Regions from separate parts of the Zea mays genome. Here region 1 is linked to region 2. The links are chromatin contacts, called in public Hi-C maps. All regions are on one chromosome and are shown on one strand. The core of a region is the stretch at or near the end of the contact, and the rest is flanking DNA. Distances in the headings are between cores, read along the strand shown. Region 1 holds the start of LOC100382562. Region 2 holds the start of LOC109943529 (protein argonaute 12).

What was found. A called contact is a pair of places that touch in the nucleus more often than the background predicts.
Region 1: a contact with region 2 is called in a Hi-C map of tassel, with 2.2 times the contacts expected there. The contact joins the promoter of LOC100382562 here to the promoter of LOC109943529 in region 2. A contact is called at or near these places in 2 of 25 Hi-C or Micro-C datasets (ear and tassel).

The regions. Positions count from the first base shown.
Region 1 is chr1:267,469,742-267,472,605 of Zm-B73-REFERENCE-NAM-5.0, forward strand. LOC100382562 reads left to right here and starts at 1,538. Exons shown (of 4, transcript NM_001368201.1): 1 at 1,538-1,721; 2 at 1,802-1,925; 3 at 2,679-2,746. The coding sequence starts at 1,590. It overlaps LOC103643047, which reads right to left and starts at 1,944. Exons shown (of 11, transcript XM_020546865.2): 1 at 1,013-1,944; 2 at 739-833; 3 at 530-671. The coding sequence starts at 1,192.
Region 2 is chr1:267,324,262-267,327,003 of Zm-B73-REFERENCE-NAM-5.0, forward strand. It overlaps LOC109943529 (protein argonaute 12), which reads right to left and starts at 1,364. Exons shown (of 22, transcript XM_020546864.1): 1 at 215-1,364; 2 at 1-48. The coding sequence starts at 1,309.

The sequences.
Region 1 (2,864 bases), core at 288-2,787, 150 kb after region 2:
TTGTTATTCAAATGTTGGTCAATACCAGCATTTTCTGAAAATATAAGTATTTTCATTTTGTAGAGTTTCAACTTTTCTTTTGGACAAAATAGTTCCAACTTTAAAGCATATTCTCCTGGTATTTATAATTTATATAGCTCGCAAGAGCATCTGCTAAATTTGTAGAACACATGGACTTAGCTCACACCCAAGGACTTCATCTACCTCCACTAATGAGTATTAAGAGGTAATATGAACTCACCTCATCATTCCCTTGGGGCAAAGAAAAGGAGTCTGAAGTAGCTACGTTACTTAAAAGGGCATTTGATTTCTCAAGTTTTGTGCAACGATCTAACAACAATACAACATTATATATTAAAATCCCAAACAGCCATACGATACTTATATTGAAATCTTAGTGCAAGGTCTTTGTTTTTTTCTACACCTTTTCTTTTGCAAAGAAAGCATATATGAGCTAGAAAGCTGGGTATAGCACTATAGCATAGCAATCTACATTGTAAAATAGAGTAAGAAGATACTGATAACACACCATCAGTTCTGCTTGTGGTTTACTAGCTGCAAGGTCCCACAGAATGCAACCACACTCTTCCCATGGATCCTTATAATCAGGTTGCGCTGATTCCCCATTACCAGAATTTGCATCCTTCTCGTCCGGGGCACATTGCTTCACACTGTTTAGTATCATGGAGTCATCTCGTTTGCTAACATACAATTTCAACCTCTAAACACGTCGCTTACCTGAACTCTTTCTCCACATTGGAACCCTGGGGTAGTAGCTGCCGTATAAGGGAGATAGTGTAGCTGGGATCAACTGTTGTCGTGTCATCAAGCAGCTACAGAAAATCACAAGCATGAGATCTAGCATCAGCAGGGCAGCAGACAGCCAGCCAAACACTTCCTTCCAAGACGCCAACTGCTCGAAGGAATGGCAGTGAGGCGGAGACTCCAAGGCGACATCAGAAGTGGTGGGACTGGGATGTGAGCAGTAGACATAAGGAAGAGGGCCACGCACCTCGGAAGATGGCGCGAACGGGAGGTGAGTGGGAGCTTCCTCGTCGTCGTCGGCCTCCTCGACGCCGCCATCCTCTTCTCTCTGACTCGCTTCTTCCCGTTCCTGCGGTGACTCGGGCGCTTCGTCCTGCGCCGCTTCGCCCCCCTCGAGGGCATACTCTCGCGGAGCGCCTGGCGCCATTGCGACGTGACCGGCGGAGATTAGCGAGTACCTGAGTATTGGCCGGCGGAGGCGCGGAGCTTGAACTACAGGACGCTTTCGAGTTTCGAGGGCGCTGCAGAAGGGGAACCCTGAAGGCCTGAACTGAGGGCAGGTTTCGTGCGGATGCGCATTGGGGATTCCGGCATTCCGTGTTCAGGCAGCCCATCCTACTCAGACTCAGAGCGAGTTCCTCTTGATGGGCTTACGTGATCCAGTCTAGTAAAAGAAAGAAAAGGAAATGGCGAATTTACGGCCCGAGAGCGGTCCAGCCCAAACACAGTTCTGGACACACGAACATCGGAACATTCGCAAGATTGGTGACCCAGTGTCACCCGAAACCCTGCGGCGGCGACCGGCTGTCCGGTGACCGGTGGCCATGGACTATACCCTCGCGGCGCTGAAGATCTTCGGCTCCCAGCTCGCCAGTTGCACCGAGGCGCCGTGCTCTGAGGGTTGCTCTGCCGCGCAGATGCTCTCCGGCATCCGCTTCCAGCGCGCCTGGGTCCAGGTCCCCAAATTAACCTCGTCTCTCTCCTTCCTCTCCCACCTTCATTTTGTTTATCGTAGCCTGAGGATTTGCAGCGGCAGGGTATGATCCTGTCAACGGACTACAACGAATCCGGTGGAGGGCGCTTGTTGCTGGATGATGGGTCCTGCGTCGCCAACCTTTTCGTCTTGCCAAGAGAAGCAGAGGGCCGGTTCTGGCGGCCAGGTACGCCGGCTCTTAATGGTTCTTTGATCGTACCTTATGTTTGCATCGCTCTCACATTGTCGAAATAGTATTCAATCTAAGAAAAACTCAAGACCCGCAGGTGTAAGACAGCATCTGGGCATATAGAACTATAGAAGAAACGCAGGTGGAGAAATTTCTCAGTACATAGCGACATAGTTGACCACGTGTTAGGCTGGTCCTTAGACCTGCGCTGGCGTGGAAAAAACAAAGGATTTTTTAACAACACACAATATTATTATATGATTCTATTATTCTTGATTATCTTGAAGTGTGACTATTTGCATAGATGTTATTCCTCCGTTCTAGATGCATGACACTTTTTTGCAAGAAATTACATGCCAGTTTATGTTTGTCCTACATCAATCTTCTAAAACTTACCAAATTATTAGGAAAAATGTATTAACATCTACAGGTTCAAATAAAGGCACTATCAATACATATTTTATGGAGAATTTAATAAAACTATTTTGATGTTGTAGATGTTGGTGGCTTGGTGCATTTTTCTATAAATTTCGTCATAGTTAGAGAAGTTTAATTAAGACAAAGCTAAAGTGACTATAATTTGGTACAGATAGTATTTTGGTTTCTCAAACGCGCAGGAGAACTGCGCATCATTAAATTAAGTAGAAGGAAAAAGTTTTGGCTTGTGTGTGTTCTATGAATGATAGGTTGTTTTCTGAGTTACCTTTTTTTTTATGTTTACACTTGCTGATGACTTCCCTTGTCCTGTAGGGATGTATGTAATGGTTATTGGTGCATACATTGCAGCAGAGTCCAGGGACAATTATCCATCTATCAAGGTGCCATATTCCTCACCTCTCATGTCTGCCCCTGTCTTCTTCTATGCCTTTTTTCAATTGTTTACCGAGTATTGGTGGTCCTCTGTTTGTTGCCGTTTTACTGAGAATTGGAGGTTCT
Region 2 (2,742 bases), core at 114-2,613:
GATCCATCTATTTCTTGCCCTTGAGGTCGATTCCGGTTTGATTGTCACCTGCGAAACAAAAACATATACCGCTTGAACTTGTTAGGGATGCAAATTATGATGATATTTGTGGTTCCTTTCTTGAAACATGTAGGGTTTTGTTGGATTACTATTTGCAAGGCGCTGAAGCCAAGAATAACACACCAAGACACAGATAGGGGCCGTGCGTACGTACATCGTAGTGGTAGATATCCTTGTCCCCGAGCTTGACTTCTACATGGTTGGCGCGCACCTGGCACCTCCGCCCGACGGTTCCGTACCCCGGCCGAGGGGGGAACACCATCGCCTTGCTCGAAGCTGGAGGCAGTGTACCTGCAGGCGCCGAAAGCGCCATTTGATCCGGCACCTTCCCTTGCATTTGCAGAGGTCGCTCCGATGAACTCGCTGCCGGTGCGACATGACCCGGCGGCTTCGCTTGCATGGCCGGTCGCCCGGGCGTAGAGCCCTGAACCGGCGCCGGCGCTGGGAACGATGATGGGATCGCTGCCGGTACGACCTGACCCGGCGGCTTCCCATGCAGGGCAGTGGCGGGTCGCCCGGGCGTAGGCGCCTGAACCGTCGCGAGCATTGGGAACGACGACGACGAACTCGCTGCCTGTGTGACCTGCCCCGGCGGCTTCCCTTGCAGGGCAGTGGCAGGTCGCCCGGGCCTAGGCGCCTGAGCCGTCGCGAGCATTGGGAACGACGACGATGAACTCGCTGCCTGTGCGACCTGACCCGGTGGCTTCGCTTGCATGGCCGGTCGTACCGCAGGCGCCTGAAAGAACGCCGGAGACTGCGCTGGGATCGACAACGGGCTCCCTGCGGGTGCCAACGGACCGGGCGCCTTATCTTGCATTGCTGGTCTCGGCGCCGGTGCTTGCGAGGACGACGAGCCCTGGCACCGCTGCGCCTGCGTCTCGTCCATAACCACCTTCCTCTCCACCTGGCGCCTCATCGCCTCAACCTCCGCTGGGGTCGGGCCCGACGACACCTGCCGAGGCGCTGAGGAGTAGCCGCCACGCCCGGGCCCCGGGCCGGGACCGGCCGCCGGATGTGGGGACTGGGACTGCGCAGCATGACCTCCTCCTCTCTGGGCGGCGCCTGACGACGCGGACCCTCCGCGATGGCCACGGCCAGGTCCTCCTCGCGTGTCCTCGCGGAATCCTCCGAGGTCCACGGCGCCCTGGCCGCGCCCTCGGCCACCACCGCGGCCGCTCCCGCCTCCACGGCCTCCTCCTTGTTGTCCCCGGCCTCCGCGGCGGCCACCTCCGCCACCGCGCGTGGACATGGCGGAAAACCCTAGAGGATGAGGCAAAACCGCGGAAGAGGTTGTTCTGTGAGACGAGGAAGACGTGGTTCGTGGTGACGCTTCAGTTTCTCGCATATAAAAAGGCCGCGGTGCGGATGGAACCGATCTCCAAGCAGCACGTGGACGTGATATGATGCCCCACCGTACTTCTGACACATGGACCCCGCTAATGGTCGACCCCACGCATCGGTGACCCTGAAAAAGTACCGCCCGGCCTGCAACCTTTTCACTCTAGGCTAGACTAGAAACCGCCACCCGGCGACGAAGTTGAGAATTGAGATGCGCTCAAGCGACCCTTTCCGCGAACCGGCAACGTGAGATCCGAGCGCGGGCCCGGCGCCGCTCTGCAATCGAAGTCGCCCAGTCGCCCGACTGCCCGAGGCACGGGCTGCCCCGCGGAGCCCGTGCGCGGTCGAAGGAGATATCCTGTCGGGCGAGAGAGATCTCAGGCTGCCGTGGACCGTGGTCACTTCGTCGGTCTATTCGTCCTCTCGGATGGACATGGCGGCCTGTGGCAGCCGCTTGTAGTTGCAGCCAGTGCAAGCCGTCGTCGCTTCGTCGGGTCTATTCGTCCTCTTGAATGAGCTGCCACAGCCACAGCCTGCCACAGCCACAGCCACAGCATGCTTCGTCGGGTCTATTCGTCATCATGAGCATGGCGGCCTGTGGGCTGTGGCAGCCGCTCGCAGTGATTGGCCGCTTGCATCCCGCTGCACGGACCTTCTTCTGGTCGACGCAGTTGCTCAGCTGGGCGTGTTTATACTTTGTAGATATGCTCACGCACAGAATTCGGAGAATCTGGAATAGAATGGCTTCATGTGAAGTCAGATTTCCAGATTTTTCTGTTAAAAGCGTAGAACCTTACTGGTCAGTTTAAATGATATATTTATTAAATATGATTTTATTTGTATTTTCTAATTAACAACATGTACAAATTTATAATATCACGTCTTTTGTTGAGTTTGTGATCCAAATTCCGAAGAAGGCTGCCAAGTTGGTGACCAAAGCGGAGGTCCGTCGCAGGAAGGCTGGGGAACCTGTGAGTACTCCGTTGGCTCCTCATTTTAAACTGTCTGCTAAACAGTGTGCTAAAACTGATGTTGATCTTGAGTATATGTCAAAAGTTCCATACTCTAGTTCTGTTGGGTCACTCATGTATGCTTTGGTTTGCTCTCGTCATTATTTGTCTCATGCTATGAGCGTTGTTGCTAGATACATGTCTAATCTTGGTAAAGAGCATTGGAAAGTTGTTCAGTGGATTTTCAGATATCTATGTGGTTCTTTAAGTGCTTGTTTATATTTTGGTAAATATGGAAATGGTCTGATCGGCTATGTTGATTCAGATTATGGTGGTGATTTAGACTGGAGAAGATCACTTTTAGGTTATGTCTTTCCCGTTGGAGATTGTGCTG